2 separate regions of the Triticum aestivum genome follow, and region 1 is linked to region 2. Evidence: chromatin contacts called from public Hi-C data. All regions are on one chromosome and are shown on one strand. The core of a region is the stretch at or near the end of the contact, and the rest is flanking DNA. Distances in the headings are between cores, read along the strand shown.

Region 1 (4,626 bases), core at 359-2,858, 37 kb before region 2:
GGATGGATGCATGATTGTTGGCTCGATCTTGATGAATGAGAGGGTGCTTGGATCCAAGTGACTTATTTTAGTCTGATTAAAAATAGTCTTTTTAAGAGGCTAAAGTTCCCAGCACCCCTGACTAAAGAGGGGCTAAAACTAGTCTTGAGACTAAAAAAATTTAGTCAGGGGTACCCTACAAAAATATGGATTAGTCATCTCTCTCTTTATTTAACTCCTCTCCTTTAACACATGTGAGTTCTGGATTGGAGAGTTTGGAGAATAATAAATGCTTATTAACTTAATTATAGTCTCTTTAGTATTTGGATCCAAGCATGGATGAGGCTAGCAAGTTTTAGTCTCACTATTTTTAGTCCCGAGACTAAAACGTATTCAAGCACCCTCTAAATTTTGTGAAACAAAACAGAACAGGCCACCGTGAAAACGTGCGTACCTGTCGGTGGGCACTCAGGACTGCTCGCTTGCTTCCTTGCTTTTACCTTATCTTGATTGGTTAATTATTAATCTGCTAGTACTCCTGTCATGTAAGCGCGACGACTAAAGCACGGTACTCCTGCTGCTAGCATTAGTGGAACCGTCAGATTAGCTTAGATACTACAAGGTTAAAAAAAGCATTAGTCAGTTAGAACATGCATGACTGCTCTACGGCCGTGTGCAGTGCTAGTTGCTACTCGAAACAGGTTCTCACTCCGCTTTATAGATAAAGTACACATCAAAGCTCACGGTACTCCTGCTACTAGCATTAGTGGATCCATTAGATTAGCTTAGGTTGCGAGAAAAACTTCTTACAGCCCAGATTTTGGGATAGCCGGACAGCATAAAAGCACGTGACTGTGTTGTGTTAGAGTTGTGTCGAATATTGTGTACGAGTTAGGTTACAATTGGACTTATAATTGTATTGTGTTTAGATAGGATATGGAGTCGTGTCCTAATAGGACACTTGTATCCTAGGCCTCTTATATATAGCGGAGCTCGACACACGATGTAACCTATGCCAACATAATAGCATCGGAACGCAGGGGAAGCCGGCGGCATGTGCCGGTGTCCAGGGCGACCGGGTGCGGTATTGTGACGGTGTCACGGGAGGAGCGCCCGTAGTCAAGCCCCGGGGATGTAGCCATATCGGTGAACCTCGTTAACAAATCTCGGTGCCGTGCTCGTGTGATTGCTTGGTTCTCGAATGATCGACGGTATGCCTCGGATTTATTCTAACAAGTGGTATCATGAGCTAGATTGTTCGGAGGTGCTAATCGTGTTGATCTAGAGGAATCATTGAGTTTGAGATGCAGCCGTGCTACGGACGTGGTTCTCGACGAAATTGGAGAAAAGCAAGATCAGTAGAAGGCACGTGTGCTTATGGCTGCAGCCGTTGACGTCGGCGGAGTCGATCAATCCAGATCGGTCCTGGTGGCGTGTGTGGCAAACCCTAGGCGAGAACGGGTTACGACGTTGGGCGCGCGCGATCCGGTCGAGTGAGGCGGCAGTCGTTCGCGTGGATGTGCGTGGCATTGACAAGTCGAGGCCAAGGCCGGCTAGTGGGCTGGGCCAGCGGCGCTACAGCTCTCTCTGGGTGGTGGCAGTGCTACACTGGAGGGCCAGGCCCAGGCGATGGGCTAGATGATTTGTGGGGTTCACGCATGCGCGTGCGTTGCGCGGAAGGGAGCTGGTAATGTTGTGGAGCCCAAGCAAGGCATCGTGAGGATTTGTTTGAGAAAAAAAAGATAGCAATCAGGACCACGTGTGTGCACAGGAGCAGTTTTGGTTCGGTCAATTCGATCAATTTTCTGCTACGAAGTGCACGGAGAAGCAATAGCAAATAGTGACAGGAAAAAGGGGAAATTTGTGCAGTTTGCATGGGAGTTTTTTCTGGGTCGGTTTGTTGAGATGGTTTGAAACACGTGGATAGGTTGCGGAGGCCTGTGGGGCTGAGTCGGACTAGACAGTCTGACGGATCGACGCAAGTCGGTTGGTACAGAAGACGGTGCGGGATCGGCGACGGCGGCATAGGAGCGTAATGCTGATGGTGACCGATTTCTGGGCGTGGAAACACGTGGCGCAGGCCCGAGGCTTGTGTGGCTTCGACAAGACTATGGCATGTGGTTGATTCAAGACGGCGTACGCATGTGAGCTTGAAATCGACGGGACGCGAGGGTGGACTGATCATCTACCATGGAGTCATGTTGAAGGTGGAGCTGGATTGACGGGCTACAGTGTAAGGATCCAGAGAATCGAAGCCTATTCAACTGGGAATAAGCGAGGGACACGTAATTCGGACTGGAGCCCAGTGGTTTGATGGAGGTGTGAAACTCGTCATCGGTCTGTGATGATCAGTGGTACTCTGCAGTGGGGTTGAGTGGTGTTGGTCCGCGGCCCTTGAGACTCGACCGGGACAGCGGAGGCTCGACACGGTAATAGCGGCGAGGCGTGCGGTATGCACGGGGCATGGAGACGGGCCAGGGCTCTGGTGGTCATACATGTGGTGAGACAACTGCGAATTTGACTCGGGATGACTACAAGCAATGGTGAAATTTCTTCAAGTTTCAGACAGGCGGTCAAGAAAGGAGCGGTGATGTTGAGTTCAGGTAACTCTTATGCATGACACCCAATATGTGAGTTATTCACTTTCACGCAGGTCAGTGATCAGTGTGTGATGACGTTGGACTAATACTCTGGAAGTTGGGAGCACCTAGAGTAACAAGGAACTTAATTTTGCTCGAGCGTTGACTGTGGTCAAGAAAAGAAGGGACTACAAGTTGCAGGCGGAGTCACATGGAGTCTTTGGAGTAGCAGCGGTTCTCATGGGATAAACTCAAGTCCAATGTACATGGAAGTTTGATGCATTGACGAATTCAAGATGATGGAGAATATTCGCCAAGGTGGAGTTTGTTAGAGTTGTGTCGAATATTGTGTACGAGTTAGGTTACAGTTGGACTTATAGTTGTATTGTGTTTAGATAGGATATGGAGTCGTGTCCTAGTAGGACACTTGTATCCTAGGCCTCTCATATATAGCGGGGCTCGACACACAATGTAACCTATGCCAACATAATAGCATCGGAACGGAGGGGAAGCCGGCGGCATGTGGCGGTGTCCAGGGCGACCGGGTGCGGTATTGTGACGGTGTCACGAGGAGGAGCGCCCGTAGTCAAGCCCCGGGGATGTAGCCATATCGGTGAACCTCGTTAATAAATCTTGGTGTCGTGCTCGTGTGATTGCTTGGTTCTCAAATGATCGACAGTATGCCTCGGATTTATTCTAACAAGTCGAAACATAACATAGGCAGGCTTGAATACAACATCACGGCACGCCTTATAAAAGTTAAGCTCCACAATAACACCTTCAGGAGGGAAAATGGTGCTAAGAGTCGTTGCTATTGAGTTCTAGACGGGCAAGGGTGTTCGTCTGGAACCTGACACTAAGAGAAGAATCATGACAGATACATTTAAGATATATGGGCCATCCATTTTAGTGAACCAACGCATTGGATTGACCAATACTACCACCCAATTTGTGCAGTATATTAAGGCATTAAGGATATTTTAGGCAGTTCACAAATCAAACTCAGCTCCCCGACGACATGCGAGGTTATTGACGCAGGCACACCTTGGCGATATGACGCAGCCACGCCGCGCCACGCCGCCCGGCGGCCATCCACTGACGCATATGAACTGCTCTCTAAATTGCACGGAGCCCCAGGCCACGGACCTTACCTCCATCCGCTGCCCTGAGATCACTTCCTCCCTGCGTCGTCAAGTCAACGACTTCCTCTCCCTCACGTAGATAGTTCGGTCCTTCACCTCTCTCTCCACTGTTAGATGTGTGTGCCTGCTGATGGATGGTGCGCATCTGTGCTAGCTAGTTCTGAATGTCTGTGTGTGTGCTTGCGGATTAGTAGTTTGCGTGGTGGATTGGTGATGGATTAGTGATGAAATACTCAACGAATCAATCCAGTGGCGACATAGGCTTGACACTTCAACCAGCGGATCTTCTGATGTGCGCGCCGGGAGGAGAGCAGGCAGCGTACGTCGGGACGGCGGAGGTTGTGGGGGCCGGCGGCTTGCAAACGGCTTTGGGCATTAGGATGGCGAAGGTTTTGGGCTGCGCCGTGCATGCTGAGTCGGCGGCGATTATTGGCCACGTCGGTATGGCGGAGCTTGGCGACGACGGCCTGTCCGCTAGGATGATTGCAATTAATTAGATAATCATATTTTAATTAGTTGACTAATCATTACAGTTAAATCTCAAAGGACAGATTTACCTCTCATAAGGAATTATCAAGACCATTGGATTGATTTAATACTACTTATTATATTGGGTAGTATGATGCATTGTAAAAATCTCTTCGTCTGGAACCCTGACACTAAGAGAAGAATCATGACGACGTCCTCAAAAGGAGAGCAACACCATTGGGTGTTGCCGCCATCGGCGCTACAGTACGGAGCTTTCATTCGGCACATCACCTCTAGTCCTCTACCACTATGAGGCATCCTAGTCACGACAAGCACATGCCTCCATATCTGGATCTGGGCGTCCATACTGCCAAGAAACGATTAGAGCCCGAGCCACCCTCCGCAACACCCCTCGCCACGCACATAACTAAGAGGCATCGTCATCACCATCGACATGG
Region 2 (4,500 bases), core at 400-2,899:
GGGTGCGACTTTTTACCGGGCCGGCTGGGATGGATCCCGACCCTGACCCCAACCGATCCCAGGGATTGATCAAGGCCCCCTCCCCTACCTCGCTCGCTCCTGTGCTAGCTAGCTAGCTATCGTGAGCTATCCGGGGCACAGTTCTTACTTCTGTCACACTATTAGTTTGTTATCCTAAGCCCTTTGTATAGTATATATTACATTGGGGTCTTATTTCTATCACTAATATTAACTTGCGGTCACCATTTGCGTCTTTAATAATAAATTGGGCAAATTAACATAATTGGTATGTCCTTTTATCTAAATTTTTACATTTATCTAAAACATAATCTATATGGGTAGACGAATCAAATGAATATATATATACTGTAAAATATCAAAAGATGGAAATCGACGCTCTTAATTTTGAAAACTTAACCTTCATTATTGTTGTTGCCATTCTCCGGGTCTTCTACGGTCCACGCCACCCTTTCTATCTGTAGTACTTATTTGGTGCAGTCACTTCCATCTCCAGTATTTATTATATACATACAGTGTACATAATGAATACGTTGAGTTGACTGGCGATACAGAAGAAGCCATAAAATATATAAAACAATACATTAACACATGCTCATGGTCTTGCAACCGCTAGGCTCTATAGTTGCTGCCATTCTTTGGGTCTTCGATAGTCCATGCCACGCTTATAAATCATTACTACAAAATATCGTTTTGCACACATCATCATGATGACATCAATGAAAACGACGCACACCTTTATAACCGTCAGTCACAGCTTAGAGAAACAAACACGGGACTTGGCCTCTAAAACCTCTTGAAAAGTCAAGCGGCAAGTCACCCAACCATCTCGCAATCCCAAATAATAATGAATTGGACAATTATTCTCATGCAAAAGAAAGAAAAGAATCCAGCGATCATTTATCGCTGAAATGCCCATAGACGTTGAAATGAAACGCTCCATGGAGCAAGAGAAGGTGAATGGGGGAGGCGTCAGGCTCAGCCGTCGGTTCCGTTGTGGGCCATTCTGTGAGTTTTCGACGGTCCACACCCTCTACATGGTATTAATTTGGGGTTTTACTTCTGTTTTGTAGCATCGATTTGTGGCCGTAAATTCCACCTCCACTATACAGTCATGGGGAATGAATGTACGTAGTCAATTCGATAGCTGACCAATCAGATGGAAGACGACACACAATATAAATGACACACTAACGCACGCTCTTAGTCTTGGAAACATTAGACTCTCTATCGTTGCCGCTATTCAATGGGTCTTCCACGGCCCACGCCACGTTAAAAAAGCACTACTTCAATACGATCGTTTTGCACGCATCATCATCACGGGATGGCAGAAAACGACGCGGACCTTCATAGCCCGTCACGGCTTAGAGAAGCAAACAAACAAACAAACAAACAAAGAAACATGAGACTTGGCCTCTGAAACCTCTTGAATTGAAAAGTCGGAGACGGGTCACCTAACACCATCTCACAATCCCAAACAAACCAAATTAGACAATTTTTCATCATCAGAGAAATATTCCTTTTTCTTTTACATGAGAGAAATATTGCTAGTAGAATAGAAACATAGAAATAGTGAGCATGGAGGAAGGAAAGGGGAAAGGGGAGGAGAGGGGAAGGAGGGGGAAGGGAAAGCAGTCAGCCGTCGGTCCCGTTGTGGTGGGTAGCGGCTTTTTACCGGGCCGGCTGGGATGGATCCCGGCCCCAACCGATCCCTCCCCTACCTCGCTCGCTCCTGTGCTGGCTAGCTAGCTATCGTGGCCTTTTATTGCTGCTCCCCTCCTCCCTCCGTCCGCCCACTCTACTCGCTTTTGGGTGTCGTGGTGGATGGTTGGTTCCCTTGCGCTCCTTGTTGACACCCAACCCCACGGGAGGTAGCAGAGCGAGGGAGCGGCGGGGTAGTACCACTGCCACTGCATCATCCGTCCGTCCCCCAACAGGACAGAGAAAGAGAGAGGGCCGTGGCAGGACGCCAGCGGCAGGCAGAGGCTGCCACGCAGTGGGCGCGCCATAAAGGACCCGACGGACGGACGGACGGACGGACGGACTCCACCGAGATCCGGGAGCCAGCGCCGCGAGATCCGCTGCCGGATTCGCCCGCCCCCGCTCCGCTAAAGCTCGGTTCTTGGCGGCCTGCCGGCGGGGCTGAACTGGTTGTGGTGGAGCCACCTCCGCTTGGTCGTACGGGCGTGCCCATGGCGCGGGCGCGCTCGCTGGACGCGGACGCGGGCGAGGAGGAGTTCTTCGACTCCAGGGAGGCCATCTCGCCGCCCTCCGTCGCCTCGCCGGCCAGCTCCGGCCGCCACAGCGGCGACGGCGAGGGCTGGCTCTGCGGCGGGGCCCTGCTCGAGGTCTGGGCCACGGGCCCCTTCAGCGTCGAGGAGCGCCGCCAGCGGTTCGTCCGCTCCCTGGGCCTCCTGGATCCCGCCGAATCGGAGCCGCGCTCCAGGCCCCGCGCCGGCGAGGAGATCGTCGTCCTGGGGAGCCCCGGCGCGGCGCCGGCCTCGCCCGCCCCTCGTCTCGCGCGCGGGACTGCGGGGGACGAGGAGGCGGGGGCGCCCGGCCGAAGCGCCGGCGGCGGCGGCGAGGAGGGCCTGGAGTGCGTGTTCAAGAACCTGGACGACGGCACGGTCTTCGTGGTCCACGAGCTGGGCAAGGACGGCAGCTTCCGGAGCCTCAGGGAGCGCCGCTCCAACCGGACCGTCACCGCCGCGGAATTCGAGAGGATCTCCGGCTCCTCCCCCTTCATCCGCGAGATGATGCGCCGGGTGGACGACTCCTCGGACGAGCCCTCCACCCCTGAGAAGTCCTTAGCGGCGAGGAAGAGCCGCCGGAGGAGGCGGTTCGGGTGGCTCCGGAGGCTGGGCATCGGCGCCTGCGTCGTCGACGCCGAGGACGACGACGAGGCGAATTCGACCTCCTCCAGCTCCTGCCGGAGTTGCGCCGGGAAGCCCGGGAAGGCCCTTGACAGGGTCAAGGTCAGGCCATACAAGAAGCGGTCAAAGGAATTGTCAGCTGTGTACAGGGGCCAAGAGATCAGGGCGCACAAGGGCCCCATTGTGGCCATGAAGTTCAGCTCCGACGGGCAGTACCTGGCCACCGGAGGCGAGGACGGCGTGGTGCGGGTGTGGCGGGTGGTGGAAGGCGAGAGGCCCGACGAACTCGACTTCGCCGAGGACGATCCGTCGTGTGTGTTCTTCACTGTCAATGAGAACTCTGAACTGGCCCCTGTCAACTCCAGCGAAGGGACCAAGAGCAAACAGGACAAGAGCTCAAAGGGGCAAGCAGATCCGGCCTGCGTTGTGATCCCTCACCGCACCTTTGCGCTGTCTCAGGTCCCTGTGCATGAATTCCATGGGCATGATGATGCCATCTTGGATCTCTCATGGTCCAAAAATGGGGTGAGTTGCAGTCCAGACAGTGTGTTTCCATGCACTTGAAGGATCTACCACAGATGTTGTTATGCTCACCTAATCATCTATGTACACTTGGTTTTGTGCAGGACTTGATTTCTGCATCTATGGATAAAACTGCTCGATTGTGGCGGGTCGGGTGCAACAGTTGTCTCAAGGTTTTCTTCCACAATAACTACGGTAAACCCTTCGCCCCCATGAGCGAATCCATTTCACAACCTGCCGCTCTTCACCATATGATGCTGACATCAACTTTGTTATCTATTATGCAGTGACATGTGTTCAGTTTCACCCTACGAGTGACAATTATTTTATCAGCGGTTGTATCGATGGATTGGTTCGCATTTGGGATGTTCGTAAATGCCTAGTGGTAGACTGGGCTAATAGCAAAGAGATCATAACCGCAGTCTGTTACCGGCCTGATGGAAAGGTTCGCTTGAATATCCTTGTACTGGCCTGTTTTTACCAAGTGACCATTTGTTGATTCACTGAGATGCTTATATTTCTGCTGGTTTCATTCAGGGGGTAGTGGTTGGGACCATAACAGGAAATTGCCGCTACTACGATGCATCAGGTAATCATGAGTTGGTTTGTTTGTGAGATTTGAGTTGTACTTCCTGATGATTGGCAAACTAATGATTTTGGAAATAGTAGCTTCAGTCGACATCCTCATTTGTTTGTTAATATGTCGATATCGTTTGCTTTCATGAGGACATCCAAAATGTATATGCACATTAGTAATGATAGGGATACCTCATTTTGTCCTCGCTATAAAAATAGCGAAAGCAGGATTGTTGCTATCCTCTAGTTGCTACGCAAGTCATCCTGTTTGAGCTTATGGATGTAGTTTCCTTGGTTTTATTAGAAAGAAGATAACGCTCAGAGATTTTTCATCAACTCTAATCCAACAGTTGTTTCCTTGATTTTCCCTGTTTGCGCTCCTCTCCGTCCTGATGAATAAACAAGAATGTGCCATTAACGGATATTAAATATAGGCATCCAACAGTTGGAAAATTAGCGAAACAAAAGAAATACTCTGTATATTTGGCGTTGAATAGGTGGCATGTGCTGT

The links. Hi-C and Micro-C count contacts between places; a contact is called where the count stands out from the background.
Region 1: a contact with region 2 is called in a Hi-C map of leaf, with 2.1 times the contacts expected there. The contact joins the enhancer-like site here to the promoter of LOC123106025 in region 2. A contact is called at or near these places in 2 of 5 Hi-C or Micro-C datasets (leaf and root).

Annotation. Positions count from the first base shown.
Region 1 is chr5A:690,211,908-690,216,533 of IWGSC CS RefSeq v2.1, reverse strand. No RefSeq gene overlaps it. Among protein-coding and RNA genes, the nearest start is that of LOC123106025, 36 kb to the right of the region's middle. Within about 2 kb of position 1,608, at least 6 of the 8 cell types and tissues checked have an H3K27ac peak or open chromatin away from gene starts, as enhancers often do. A contact at or near this core is called in leaf, where this site is marked.
Region 2 is chr5A:690,175,505-690,180,004 of IWGSC CS RefSeq v2.1, reverse strand. It overlaps LOC123106025, which reads left to right and starts at 1,649. Exons shown (of 7, transcript XM_044528222.1): 1 at 1,649-3,416; 2 at 3,518-3,608; 3 at 3,701-3,858; 4 at 3,951-4,002. The coding sequence starts at 2,211.